Linked DNA regions of Mus musculus: regions 1 and 3 are each linked to region 2. The links are chromatin contacts, called in public HiChIP or PLAC-seq maps. All regions are on one chromosome and are shown on one strand. The core of a region is the stretch at or near the end of the contact, and the rest is flanking DNA. Distances in the headings are between cores, read along the strand shown. Region 1 has its middle 110 kb from the start of Gm31534. Region 2 holds the start of Lnpk (lunapark, ER junction formation factor). Region 3 has its middle 85 kb from the start of Gm31534.

The links. HiChIP or PLAC-seq counts read pairs in DNA pulled down with a chosen protein or histone mark.
Region 1: a contact with region 2 is called in an H3K4me3 HiChIP or PLAC-seq map of embryonic basal ganglia, with 6 times the contacts expected there. The contact joins the enhancer-like site here to the promoter of Lnpk in region 2. A contact is called at or near these places in 8 of 39 promoter capture datasets (cranial neural crest, embryonic stem cells, frontonasal cranial neural crest and 5 more) and 7 of 115 datasets of contacts at active chromatin or transcription factors (cardiomyocytes, embryonic basal ganglia, embryonic limb bud and 3 more).
Region 3: an H3K4me3 HiChIP or PLAC-seq map of embryonic forebrain shows a contact between it and region 2, with 2.9 times the contacts expected there. The contact joins the enhancer-like site here to the promoter of Lnpk in region 2. A contact is called at or near these places in 1 of 39 promoter capture datasets (cranial neural crest) and 8 of 115 datasets of contacts at active chromatin or transcription factors (astrocytes, embryonic basal ganglia, embryonic forebrain and 4 more).

What each region holds. Positions count from the first base shown.
Region 1 is chr2:74,094,970-74,099,250 of GRCm38.p6, reverse strand. No RefSeq gene overlaps it. Among named protein-coding and RNA genes, the nearest start is that of Gm31534, 110 kb to the left of the region's middle. Within about 2 kb of position 2,575, at least 2 of the 459 cell types and tissues checked have an H3K27ac peak or open chromatin away from gene starts, as enhancers often do. A contact at or near this core is called in embryonic basal ganglia, where this site is marked.
Region 2 is chr2:74,577,596-74,581,930 of GRCm38.p6, reverse strand. It overlaps Lnpk (lunapark, ER junction formation factor), which reads left to right and starts at 2,983. Exons shown (of 13, transcript NM_027133.3): 1 at 2,983-3,112. 4930445N08Rik (RIKEN cDNA 4930445N08 gene) reads right to left here and starts at 2,887. Exons shown (of 2, transcript NR_166470.1): 1 at 2,807-2,887.
Region 3 is chr2:74,118,334-74,122,906 of GRCm38.p6, reverse strand. No RefSeq gene overlaps it. Among named protein-coding and RNA genes, the nearest start is that of Gm31534, 85 kb to the left of the region's middle. Within about 2 kb of position 2,751, at least 13 of the 459 cell types and tissues checked have an H3K27ac peak or open chromatin away from gene starts, as enhancers often do. A contact at or near this core is called in embryonic basal ganglia and embryonic forebrain, where this site is marked.

The DNA of each region.
Region 1 (4,281 bases), core at 1,326-3,825, 480 kb after region 2:
TTAAATTAAGCCCATGATATCTGAGCACAATTTCCTATATTTAATAATACATAAAGCAAGATAATTAAAAGGTATGCACACATGCTGGGAGAGAACCGTTATTGAGCAGAGCACTGACTTTAATCTCCGCCTCTGTGGATGAAATGTGGGGAAACCAAACAGCTAAAAGCAAACACAAAGGACAATGGTGGGGACTGGCTCTTCCTTCTATGACTCACACTTCCTACTGACAGGGTATTTCTACTTGAAAATTCCTTAAAGTCAACTTCAAAAGCAGGCTACTCACTAAGCTCTCTAAACCTGCTGTGTTCCTCCCTTAGGAGCTGAAATAACCAGCAGCTCTAGCTCCTTCGCCCTGGAGTCTTCCTCAACTTCCCCTTCCCTCTTGAAACAACCACTGCCCATACAGTCACCCACATATGTGGATGCAAACACAGACACATCTTGCCAAAGCCCTAGTCCCATTGCTTCTACTTCCTATCCAGTGGAATGGGAATACTTCCTATTCTTCTTCCAAGCTTAACTGCTATGTCTGCCTCAAGGATTGCCCCTTCCAGTATGCTCGATAGAAGAATCCAGAGTGACCTTTTTAAACATACATACTTGTCTGTGCCATTCCCTGTCCTCAAACATCAGCAAATTTTTATAGGATGTAATTTACATACATCTTATCGCCCCCTCCCCGCTACTGACAAGCTCCTCCTCCTTCAGCACCAGACATTTATTATCCTCATGCCCTTGCATTTCGTAGATTAGTCATATTGAAATTCACTTGCTTCCTCCAACACACCACACTGGAATCCCTTCCCCAAGACTCCACTGCTCATTACTAACCTTATTTTAAATCCCAGCTAACCTGCCTCGTCACATCTGTGAGCCTTCCCCGTGTACTCACACTGCATGCTAAATGTACCTCATCAGAGGACCCACTTATTAATAGATTAATAGTGCTCATCTACTAATCTGTATTCCCTACTGGACCATTCACTCTGTGAGGGAAAGAAGGAAGGAAGGAAGGAAGAGAGAAAGAGAAAGAAAGGAATATATAAGTATGGGTGTGTCTCTGTAAGCCCTTAGGAAACAGAGCTCTATCTGCATATTCGGGAACAGGATTGCTTTAGAACAGAGGTGACCACACACACACACACACACAGGTAGCACAGCTAGCCCTCTCACTGTGCCACAGCTGTTGGATCTGGGAAAGACTGACCCAGATCCATCCACAAATGCTCACTCTGTCCTCCTGGAAGCAGGGGCTCACCTTGAAAGGCTTGTTGTCCCATACTAATCTCTAAGTTCCTCCAAGGCAGGTTTCATAGCTAATTCACCCTTACACTCTCACAGTATCTAATAAAATGCCCTCCACAAGCAAGACATTTAATACATATTTGATGAATGAATTAATGGATGGCTGAGAAGCCAGAATTAGGAGACCTTGTTTGTACCATAATTAAGAGATCCTCTGAGGTTTGTGGCTTGGGCTTCTTTAACATATACACTGTTGAAGAATTGGATTGTGCCCAAACCAACACATGTTAACAGTCACCTGAGTTCTCAAAATACTGGCATTGGGACGATCCCAATTGTTGGCAATGTACAATTTATTGATAGCAATAAAGAAAGATTAGTGGGTGTGGAAAGCCTTGACTTCTAAATTCTGCAATGATCCCTTCCTTATGCAGAATAGGCAAAATGCACAAATAGTCTCTCCTGATTTAGCGGAGTTCCCCGGGGCGACAGGAACTGTGGATCTGCGAAAAAATTTGGGGAATGTTGTAGAAGAAGCTAGAATCTATATGTTTAACTTAGCATTGCAGAACATTTTATTTTGAGCCAGTGTATAATTAGAGAGCCTGCCATGAAAATGAGCGGTTTTGTTTATTTATTATGTAAGTATGCCTTTTATTAAAACGACTTTGTGAAAATCTAATTGCCACTACAGTAATATAGCATAGCACTCCCTTACATAAATACATGATTATTATGTACAGTCACTTATCTGTGAACGAGTTCTGCTACTATTTTCCTTAATTAAGGATACAAAAGGGCTTCTTCATCTTTGCATATTCCCTTGCTAGGACATTGATACTCATTATTTCCTAAGTCCAAACACTGAAACTGTGTCAAGAATGCATCCATCACGAGATGGGTACTTATAGTCAGCGGAATTTTCAACCCTGTCAGCAATTTCAGCAATTTGCAATTTCTGTATCTCTGACATGTGTTTTTATTGGTGAAGATCACTCTCAAATACCAAGATCATGAGAATGATTCTTTGGGTAGTCTCTGCAGAAGCCTAATGTAATGACAGTAATTAACAGCCTGTGATTAGCAGCCACTCCAGAAAGTGTTTGAATGTTAATTTGCTTCAACTAATGTGCAGCACTTCTGTGTAATGAGATCTAAGCTATAGGTTCACAGGGAAAGCAAATTATTTTCCAGCATTTAATCATACAAATGATTCTTAGTTAATCACTTCAACAGTAAACCTCAATGTTCTAATAAGTGACATTTGTTTTTCTGTCATTCAGTTTACTATGGTATAGGCCAGGGCAAAGATACGACTTTCATAATGGTCAAACTCCCACTTGCCAGCACTGGCATTTCAAAATAAGGGCCCCCTCAGACTATGGCAGAATGGAGCTAGCATTATGCATGCAGAAAAGGGAAAGAGGTTTTGCATCTCTTCATGTCATATTTGGAGCTTTGTTTTCTTAGTGTATATGTTTGTAAAGGGGAATTAATAGCTCTTTTCCCTTTGACATGAGAGTCTTGAAGCCAGATATACAGCAAGAAATTAAGAACAGTTGCCCATTAACCAAACATTAATGAGCTAAAGTCTCTGGTGGCCTAAGTGTGGAAAAGAAAAACAAAATCATGAGAATGCGAACACAGTCACTAATGAACTGCCTTCTTAGAAGGTCCATGTCCTTCCTATGCTCGCCTGACACTCACTGCTCATGTCCTGAGGTAAAGCCATGGACAAATGAGGGTGGGACAGGTGAGACCTGCTCAGACCTGATAACAGATCAGTCACTTCAAAAGACAGTGTGTAAGCATCAAAGAATAAAAAAGAGGCTGTGGGGGCATGGTGAAACCCAAAAATATTTTCTATCTACTTACTGACTTCACATTTATATTGAAAGGTCAGACACTACATAAAGGACACCGAGTAACATTGTCATGCTGTGATCAGAAATATTACTCCCCAACAAGATCCATTATTGATCAATACTTTGTTTTCATATTTGGCACATAGTGTTGATGGCTGGAATGCAGACCAATTAAAAAAAATGGTCTTATGATTCTCCTTTAACCTTTAAGCTACGATTTCGAGTATTATTTTATATTAATTTACTTCAAGTAAACTTGTGACATTAGCCATTATCCTTGGATAGCATCATGTTGTTAACATGGTACATACTCCAAATGAGGAATTCCCTCCACCCAATGTGCCTGGGGGCATGTCTGTGAAGCATCTTCTTGATTGCTAATTGATGTAGGAGAGAGCCCGGCCCACTATGGGCGACACCATCCCGAGAGAGGCAGGCCTACACTGTCTAAGAAGGGTACCTAAGCATCAGCTTACAAGTAAGCCAGTGGGATGTGTTCCTCTATGGTCTTTGCTTCAGTTCCTGCCTCCAGGTTTCTGCCTTGCGCTCCTACTCTGGCTTTCTTCAGTGACGGGCTATAACCTATAAGCCAATAAAACCCTTTTCTTCCCAAGTTGCTTTTGGTTAGTGTTTTATCACAACAACAAAAAAAAACAAGCTAGGACAGATCTCTAGTGTTTCCCAGGCTAGTTTGAAGCTTTATTTCAGAGTTCATCTTTATTAATAACAGCACTAATTTGTAAAGTGGCTGAGTTATATGTAAGAACCATAATTGGATGCCCATTCCACTTTTGTTTACTTGCAACGCTAGGGGTAGAAGCCAGGGCTTCGTATGTGCTAGATAGGCACTATACTGCCGAGCCTCCTACCTAACCCAAGAAGCAATTAAAAGAACCCTTAACTGTGTATGTATTAGGTCCATCCTAATGATAGCATTTGGAAATAGTAACTGGAGATCAACACTAATCAGACCCACATTCACATGGACAAGCTGTGATCCTCTGTCTAAGAGCTATGGTTCCTGTAGCCAAGACAGGTGTTTACCCCTGAAGTATGAACCCAGGAGAGTCTTTTTTATGCTAATCTTCATAGTAGATAATCTAGCCCCATACTAGGATATCCATCTTCCCTTTTCTGTGTATTTTTACTATTATATTTTGTTAGTTTT
Region 2 (4,335 bases), core at 1,734-4,233:
GTGGCACCCCCAAAGGCTCTCCACACTTCCACTTTTAATTTTATGTTCTAAATGTAAAGAACAGAACAAAATATCTGACTTAGATAAGGATGGCTTCATTTGAAAGAAAGGGCCCACTCTGCAGAAAAGGGCCGATTATAAAGTAACACGTTTTTGTCTACCTTAGACCTTTTGGTGCTTCAGACCCATAAATCCAAGTGTTTACACTTCCTTTTGAAGTCATAAAATCATCCTAAACTCTTTCTTCAAGTTAAAATCACCATTTCCCTCTAAGTCTGGCTCTTTTCCAGTGCTCCCTATCTCTCACTGATGGCATTAGCAGTGGGCCCACCAGGACTCTCCAGTGATTTTTCTCTTACCCGAAACCTTGATATGAGTCTGTCACCAAGGTCTCTCACTTTATAATTTGTTCCATTTGCCCTTCTTATTTTTATTTCCTCCCTCTGTCAATTAAACTATGCCTAACTTCACCCATCACTTGTGCATCCTAATTGGTCCAATGTTGGCCAAACTTGTGCTCCCACACCGTAGCTGGAATGATTTTGCTCTGATCTTATCAGACTCCTGTTTTCTCAAGAAAAGGATTAAGTTTTGTTTTTTAGAAAACAAGGCCAAACTGATCTTTTAGTGTGGTGCCCAGTTTCACATTGTATCGCTGTCTCCTTGTCCAGTCACAATGGCCTCCTTTTAGTCTCTTAGGCTTGCAATGCTTGCTTCAAACAAAAGGCCTTTACATAGGACACTCCTTGTGTTTCTTCACGATTGTGTTTCTTATCTTTTGGATCTAATTTGAGTGTGACCTCCTTAAGAAAGCTTACTCTAACACCTCTGGCTAGATTGACAAATTCCCCACCTGTAAGTTTTCATAACACCTAAGAAAATTGAATACCCTCTTCCTAAATTAGTCTTAAAATTCTATCAGCTTGAACAGTTTGTTTCCTCTCTCAAAGTAGTCTCTGGATTTCACTTCTTTAGATGCTGTCCTGTTACGGTTTAGGCTTAGTAGGGAGCCACTCTTGAGGACTTGTTAGAACAGCCGCTCCACTGGCTTTCCCATCATCCCTGGCTGCTGTGATGCCTTCTAACACTGTGAACATAGAACACTTTTTAACTTGTAGTTTTCTTCCCACTCCTGTTGGATGCTTTATTGTAGCTATGGTATGCTTCCTCAGTACTTAACGAAGGGCCTAGTCCATAAATACTCAAAATCATCCTGGAGTCTGCAGTTTAGCAGTATATCCCATGTTTAGTTCTGTTTGTCTTTCCTGCATTGTCCTGTGACACACTTCCTTTTCACTTTCTTCATTTCTTTCATGGTACTGCGGACTAAATCCTGGGCCTTGTATACACTAGATAAGCTTACTACCATCTAGCCATATCCTCGGTGGATATCCTCTCCATTTATAAGACAAATATAAATATAGTGCTGTCTTTAGCACTATACATATTTTTCTACTTTGTTTCCTCACTTGAAAAATACTTGGGAAGATTTGAGAGATGATTTAGACTTTATGTTTCCCTTTCAAACCTGGCTAGGCTAACATTTTTTCTCATGTGATTTCCCTAGAAACTTTTTTTTCAGGATTAGATCTTTTAGAATCTTTGCCTCTAGCTAGCTCTCTTCTCTCTGTCCTGTTTTATTTTTAAACTCCCTGATAGCTCAATGAAAAACCCTAGGACAAGTATTAGCAAGAGTCAAAAACAAAACAAAACACAACAACAACAACAAAAACAAACAAAACTTTCCTGTTCCCTTTAGGAAAGATCTGAGACAAGAGGCAGCACGAGTTTTATGTTCTTAGAAACTACCAAGGCTGGGAAATAAAATGGCTAATTTTCCAAATAAAAACTGGTGAAATGTCTGTTTACTTTCTTCCACATTGGTGAGGCGATACATGGCACACTAAAGTTTAGCTCTCTCCTATTCTTTTAAGTTTACAAAGCTGTAACTGAAGATCTTAGAATTTAGGGGATTATCTTACAAAGTAGATACTATGTCTATGCCTTCTTCTCTGCTGGTGTTGTCAGTGTAAACATAGCATATTATTATATCTATTGCACTTTGAAAATCAGAAACATTTTCTTCCTTAACTAAAGAAGAAAAACCCGTAAAAGTGATTGAACACAGAACATAAAAGCTTTTGTTGAAGTTTCCCTCCTAATTTTGCCTATGGAGCGCCCCCACCCCTCCCATTGAAGTTTTGTTATTGATACTTGCAGTTGACTGGAATACAGCCTTCTTTAGGTCGTTTTCAATTCTTAGGGAAATACAGCACTACTGTTTAAGGGGCCCCAGTTATTCAGAGGTTTTGGAGATTGTTAAGAGTGTAATTTTGGAAAGCTCAGCCTTTGTTGCTACCCCTTAGCTTGAAAAGACCATCCTTATCATTTCAAGTTCTTCTCATGCTGGTGAGATAAGCGCGTAGTCATGAAAGGACCCTTTTTGACGTCCAAGAGCAACAGAAACAAGCCTAAAGCCCTCATGGGGTATGGCCAGGAGGTGTTATGTATGATGTCTGTCTGTCTCTCTCCACTTGCTTGGCTGGGATGGCTTCTGAGCTATGCAATGTAAACTTTTTTGCTGCCTTCTGGATGACAGCTGATCTGGGATCTCAGGTACCCTCTCTTTTCCAGACACACAGGTCTCGACCTTCAACGTCCCTCCCCTTTGTCCTCCCCACTCTTCTCTCGCTCAGAAGGTCTGGGACAATCAGGATCAGTTTCTTTTCTTGGCGAGACTGGGGCGTGGGAGTTGTTCATGAGAAAAGGAGGCAGAACTAGTAAGAGTCAGTCGGAACCGCCCTACCCTGTGGTGCCCCGAGGACCGACAGCCTACACTAGCGCGGAGGATACTCAGCCTAAATCCTCCTGCCACACCCGCCGCTCTGAGGCACCAACGGCTGGGCCGGCCGGATCACGTGATGGGGGAGCGGCGCGCGCCGGCTGCAGCGCCCATTGGCTGGCGGCAGGAGCGCGGGGTTTGATGGGAAGGCATTGGCCGGGCCCAGCGCTCTATCTGTAGGTGCTGCTGCCTGCTCCAGAGGCTCTACGCGGTGGCGACCCAGGCTTCCCCGAGTGGACGCCCAGGCCGAGCGGCGCCCGCTTTTCTCAGGTAGGACTGTGAAGGGAGGGCCGCGTAGACGGAGGCGCTCCGGACAGCGGGAACCAGTCTCCGGGTTCCTCGGCGCGCCGGCCCGGGTGCCTCCGCCCCTGCCAAGTGGCCTAGAGCTTGGTGGCGGCTGGGGAACACGCCGCGGGGCTGCTGCCCTCCGTACACTGTTGCCGCCTTCTCTCGTGGATCGCCCTGAACAGCGGCCCGAGCGGCTCCGGAGCGCACGAGACCCGGCTCTGCCTCCCCTGAGGCCGGTGTTCTTTCCGGGTATGTTCTCAGGGATTCCGCGCAGTGGCTGTTTAGAGCCCGAGCCCTTGGGCCCCCCCTGTGTTAAGAAGTGTCAGAAGGTCCCAGAGAGCACATCCCTAGCTGAAATATCCACCCTGAGAGCCCCGATCACCTCCGCGTCCACCTGAGCTGGCACGACGGGAAGGTCTGAAAACTGTCAGTGTCATGCTGCTCCGTCCGCGTGTGGGCGTGGATTGTGAGCGACTTAGAGGAGCTGCTCCACAACCATTGTCCTTACTTATTGGAGGGACAGCGACCAGTCTGAGGGGTGGGGTAGGACGAAGGTGCGTGGTGACAGGAGCGACCCGGGAAAAGCAACTCCAAGGGGCATCAGTAGGTTTAATTCTTTGATGGTGTGTTTGCGGACGGAGAGTTCGGATTGGTGAATTTATTTCTGCGTGCAGTTTTAAGCAACACCTGCGACTCACTGAGTTTTCAGTGTTCTGTTCTTACTTTTTGGTTTCTGGTTTGTGGTGCTTAGAGCCTATTGTTTTCTGTCTCTGTGGCCTCAGTCTTAGCGTTGACAACATTGTCTAGAGGTGTGATGGATGTGAGTAAATTTAGTTACAGGCATATATATGTTCAAGCTGGCAGGCAGGGCTAATACCTAGTTCCCAAAGGTCTCCATAGTGCCTTCTTAGAAGAACAAAGTTGATTTCGAATACGAACCTTAAGCAAGAGTGGTTCATTTAAAAGTGAAGTTTTAAAAAGTTCCTTGACATCTATTGGGGTCACCATAGTAATGATGTTAATAAATGTTTATGGTGTTTATATGTTGGAAGAATGCTTGGATAGGTGACTCTAATAAAGGTATGAGTTCATATAGAAATCTCCCTGTCAGTCTTTTTTATTTTTAATTTTTATATTTATTTATTTTGTGGTGGTCATCTCATATTAAAAGTGCTTTTAGAAGTGTGCTTACCATTTTTTTTTTT
Region 3 (4,573 bases), core at 1,502-4,001, 460 kb after region 2:
TGGCCAAAATAAGCCAGATGGGCAAGCCATGCACAGGTGACCATCTAAAGGTGTGCAAGGAAGAAGGGAATCGTTTGTGGTCATTTTTACAGTCCACTGCAAGTAGTGTCTCTCATTCCTAGTATTTATCCAAAAGGCAAGGACATTTGTTCTGAATGGGAAGTTTTAAGGAATCTTCAATTCTTTCCTGATTTCAGAAAAATAAAAAGTGAAAATCAAGAACCTCAGATAAATTAATTAAGGAGGTGCAACCTCACAGGAGAAATTTCAAAAAACCGCTTATGAACATGTCTGATTGACAGTAGATACAGTGGTAGTTCTCAGTTCTCTTTTCAGATCTTCAGAGAGGATTTTGGATGAGATTAACCTCTGGACACATATGTTTAGTTTTTACATGACCCATTCAATTGTCTCTATTTCTGCAACTTGACACTCATCAAATGCATACTACATACTGGAGTGGATCCTGACAGTATAGAGGAAATTCCCTGCCCTTGTGGAGCATAGAGTCTGTTAGGGAGACAGATGATAGTGAGTCTATGTCTCCAATTGTGAAAATACTGCGAAGGAGTCAGAGGCATGCTGAGCGTCTTCTCGGAGCTTCAAACTCTGGGCTGAGCCCTCCAGATGGAAAGAGAAAGAGAAAACAAGGTCAAGATGTGAGAGGTGGGGACACTATCCTTCACAAAATTTTAAGCAAAAATTGCTTATCTAAAGGAAACACAGGAACAAGGAGTGGAGCAGAGACTGAGGGAGGGGCTGTCCAGGGACTGCCCCACCTGGGGGTCGATCCCATGTGCAGACACCAAACCAGACACTTGCTGATGCTGGGAAGTGCTTGCTGACAGGAACCTGTGTCTCCTGAGAGGCTCTGCCAGAGCCTTACTAATACAGATGCAAATGCTCTCAGCCAACCATCAGACTGAGCACAGGGACCCCAATGGAGGAGTTGGGGGAAGGGCTAAAGGAGCTGAAGGGGTTTGAAACCCCATAGAAGGTACAACAATATCAACCAACCAGACCCCCCCCCTTCCCCAAAGCTCCTAGTGATTAAACTACCAACCAAAGAGTACACATGGAGGGACCCATGGCTCCAGCTGCATATGTAGCAGAAGATGGCCTTGTCTGACATCAATGGGAAGAGAAGCTCTGGGTCCTGTGAAGGCTTGATGCCTCAGTGTAGAGATATGATAGGGCAGTGGGGCAGGAGTGAGTGGGAGGGTAGGGGAGCACCCTCGTGGAGACAGGGGGAGGAAGGGTCGATTGGGGGATCTTGGGGGGTGGGGAACTAGAAGGGGGTAACAATTGAAATAAATAAAATAAATAAAATTGAAAAAATCAAATCAAATCAAATGTCAATTTAAAAAAAAAAAGACCTACAAATGGCTCCATGGAAGGTTCTTGATCCTGCTAACGGTGTGTTAGACGACACGGGACTGAAGAAAATGTAGGTAAACAGCAGTGTACAAGCAAACACGAGACTGACATCAAGAAGCCTCTGTTGGAATGGGTGGTTCTTGTGCTTTATTGAAACACCAGACAGCATCAGGTTCATAGTGTCTAAGATCTCTGTTGCCCGTCAACCCAGCTCCCTCCCAGACACTGGCAAACACACCCAGGTTTGAAGCTTGTAAGACCTTAGGAACGGATAATCCTTAAGACTTTGGAGTTTTAAATCTTCCTGAAAAGAGATATGGCCCCCACGTCTCACTTGTACACAACAGCAACCGGCAGTGGCTACTGACCTCACTGTGTCCTCGCTCCAGCGTGAGGGATCCCCACCACTCTATTCCCCCCCAGCCTGCCACCTGGACATGTCCGGGTCTACAGCTTCTCTTCCCTCCTCCCACTTTGTCTGTGTTATGATGGTGGGGGGCACGCCTAAATGTGATAGGGATACAAACGTATCACCTACGTGTTTTGAAAATGTGATTGTCATTTTTTTAAAAAATACAAAATAACTCCAACTAACCAGAGTTCTAGGGGGAATTAACTTGTTTCAATCCAAGTCATTTTCAAAGGGAAAATTTGCTTGATGGACACAGAAGTATTCGCCCATATGATTGGCAGGGGCAGGGTATCAGCACAGGGCTCAGGAGATATTCTCGCCCAAATTCCTGTCCGTCTCTCTCCTACACCATCACTATGGTCCTTACTGAGAATCAGTGGACAGAGGAACACCTCTGGGACCATCAAGAAGCATCCGAGAGAACTCAGGGAGGACACAATGAAGTATTTGAGGTGGTCCAAAACAATGGACTGAAGTTCTTCAGCTAAAGGAATAATTCAGTGAGTCAGAATGCAGTACCCACAGTCCTCAAGTCACACTGCTCGTATCCCGTGCTTTGTGAGTGACTAGGCCTGAGATCACTGCACAAGTATAGGGTCAAAGAAAGAGACAATCTCCCCCTTTCCAACTGGAAGGCCAGGGGTGATGCATCATGTCCCCGACTTTGTCACAGCTGTCCCACCAAGCCACTTGCTACAAAACTCAGGGGAGTACCCATGTCGATCAAGAACAAGAGAGCATCAGGCCTTCCGGTCTTCACCCATCATCCTCCTCTACTCCGCCTCCCCAAGGCCCCTGACCTCACCTCCTGGCTTCATAAAGACTCACGAGCAACCTTTCATCAGATTCTCCTCTTGCATTGTGAGAACGGAGGCAGAGATTCTAGAAGAACGGGATAGCTTTGTTAGTCTAGTAATTAAGATAGGAGTGACATTCAGACACGGCCTGGACAGGATGTGGCGAATCACTGCATTCTTTGTGTGGAAAGCTGTTCCCCGGCCTGCTTTGTCTGCCCTCCCGGGACCTCATCATCTCCACTAAAAGTCAAAATGGGATTTTGTGCCTTCTATTCCCTTCTCTTTCCCCCTCCTAATATATATCTGCTTTGAGGGAGCTATGTTTGTCAAAGTGGGCTAATTTATGGCATTATAGGGGGAAATGAAACCTCGGCTTCCCATTCTTGCCCCCGGAGCAGATTTACTAAGCGCCTCCTCTTTCCCTCCCTCCTCTCCATTTCTGGGGAGGCCATTTGCTAAACAGAACGTACTCTTTCGCCTCCAACCCCTGCAGCAGGCGAGGCAGGCAAATTGCCACTTGTCATGCCTTTCCCGAGTATGCCATGCATACGATTGTCTCCCAGCTAATAGCTCCTTCTATTGTCCATAATTCATCACTGTCAGCGTTCTTTACGTTTTATCCCTCCCTTACACGTTTCATGAGAATCTATGCTTCTCCTATTGTGGCCCTGGATTTCATTAGCATAGACTGCATGATGTCAAATAAATACACACACTCTACTGCAGCAGAGTCTGTTCTTTGCACAGAACAGGATGTTACTTTTATTAGTATTTTTTTTCCTCATTTCCTTACAGTCTTTTCCTTTTTCACTAAGCCATTATGAAGTGCGTACCAGTGGTATCTTGGGTAATTAGCCATTACAGCGCTGTCACCAAGGGTTCCACAGTCAATACAAAGATAATTTGGGCAATGGTGAATGACAGTGCTGTCCAGACTTTTGGGATAATCAAGGACACATCCAGCTGTACCAGACATCTGTCAGACCCATGAATCATCTCAACTGGCTCGACAATAGCCAGGCAGCCCCAGTGAAGGTAAACACGACAGCAGGCAGCCCACCATCGCAGGCAGCAACTCTCTTACAGAAAAGCCCGCCTCTCTGTGCAAGAGCAGAGCCCTGTGCACGATGCTTTCATGGCTCAGGAATACTAAGAAATAACAACAATCAAATGGTTAGGGAATGGTGTTAATATTACAACAATCCTGATGTTTGTCTTAACTAAAAACGAAGTGGACACTCAGAAACTAGACCTAGATCTATTGGTTGTAATTCGTTTTATGTGATGTACGCTATTTCGGAAGCCATCCCGAGCTTTTATGCACCCAAGTTCTATGCTATTAAGTTCTTTCTGTTTGTTTAATAAGCTAACACTGTTTTTATGGTTTTTATTTGCAAAGTTCCCCAGCAAGTGTGACTAGCAGTTTATGTAGCAGTCTTTGCTACAAATTCTTAAAATGGCACACACACACAATCTCTAAAATGAAGAGGAAAAAGATCCAATAGTCTAAAGCAAATTTAGAAGGACCACAGTTGCTCGTGGTTGATTTTTCAAAATGACTGCCTCTGTGAGCATCCCGGACGCTCATGCATGGCAGACTCAATTTCAGTCTACAACTGACCACTGGCCAGGAATTTCCTAAAAGGGGGTTTTTATACATGTACCTGCAGCTTGGTCTGGTCTTCATGGTATTTTCTAGCTATCCTAAGTAAGCCCTACGTCTTCCAGCTGAAACCAGAAGCAAGAACCATAGATCTGCAGCCCCTCCCCCTCATCTGATGAGAAGCTGTTCCTGTCCAAATCACTTTTATGAGTTAATTGAGGCTGTTTATCCACAGTTCTTTATTAACCTTCTAAATGTCAGACAAGCAAACTCGAAGAGTTCTGCACCCAGCCATTAGAGGACCCACAATGGAGCTGGCAACCACAGGCTCTTGTGCTGTTGGGAAGTTGGCATTGAAGGTGACCCGTTATTTTCACTGTCAGT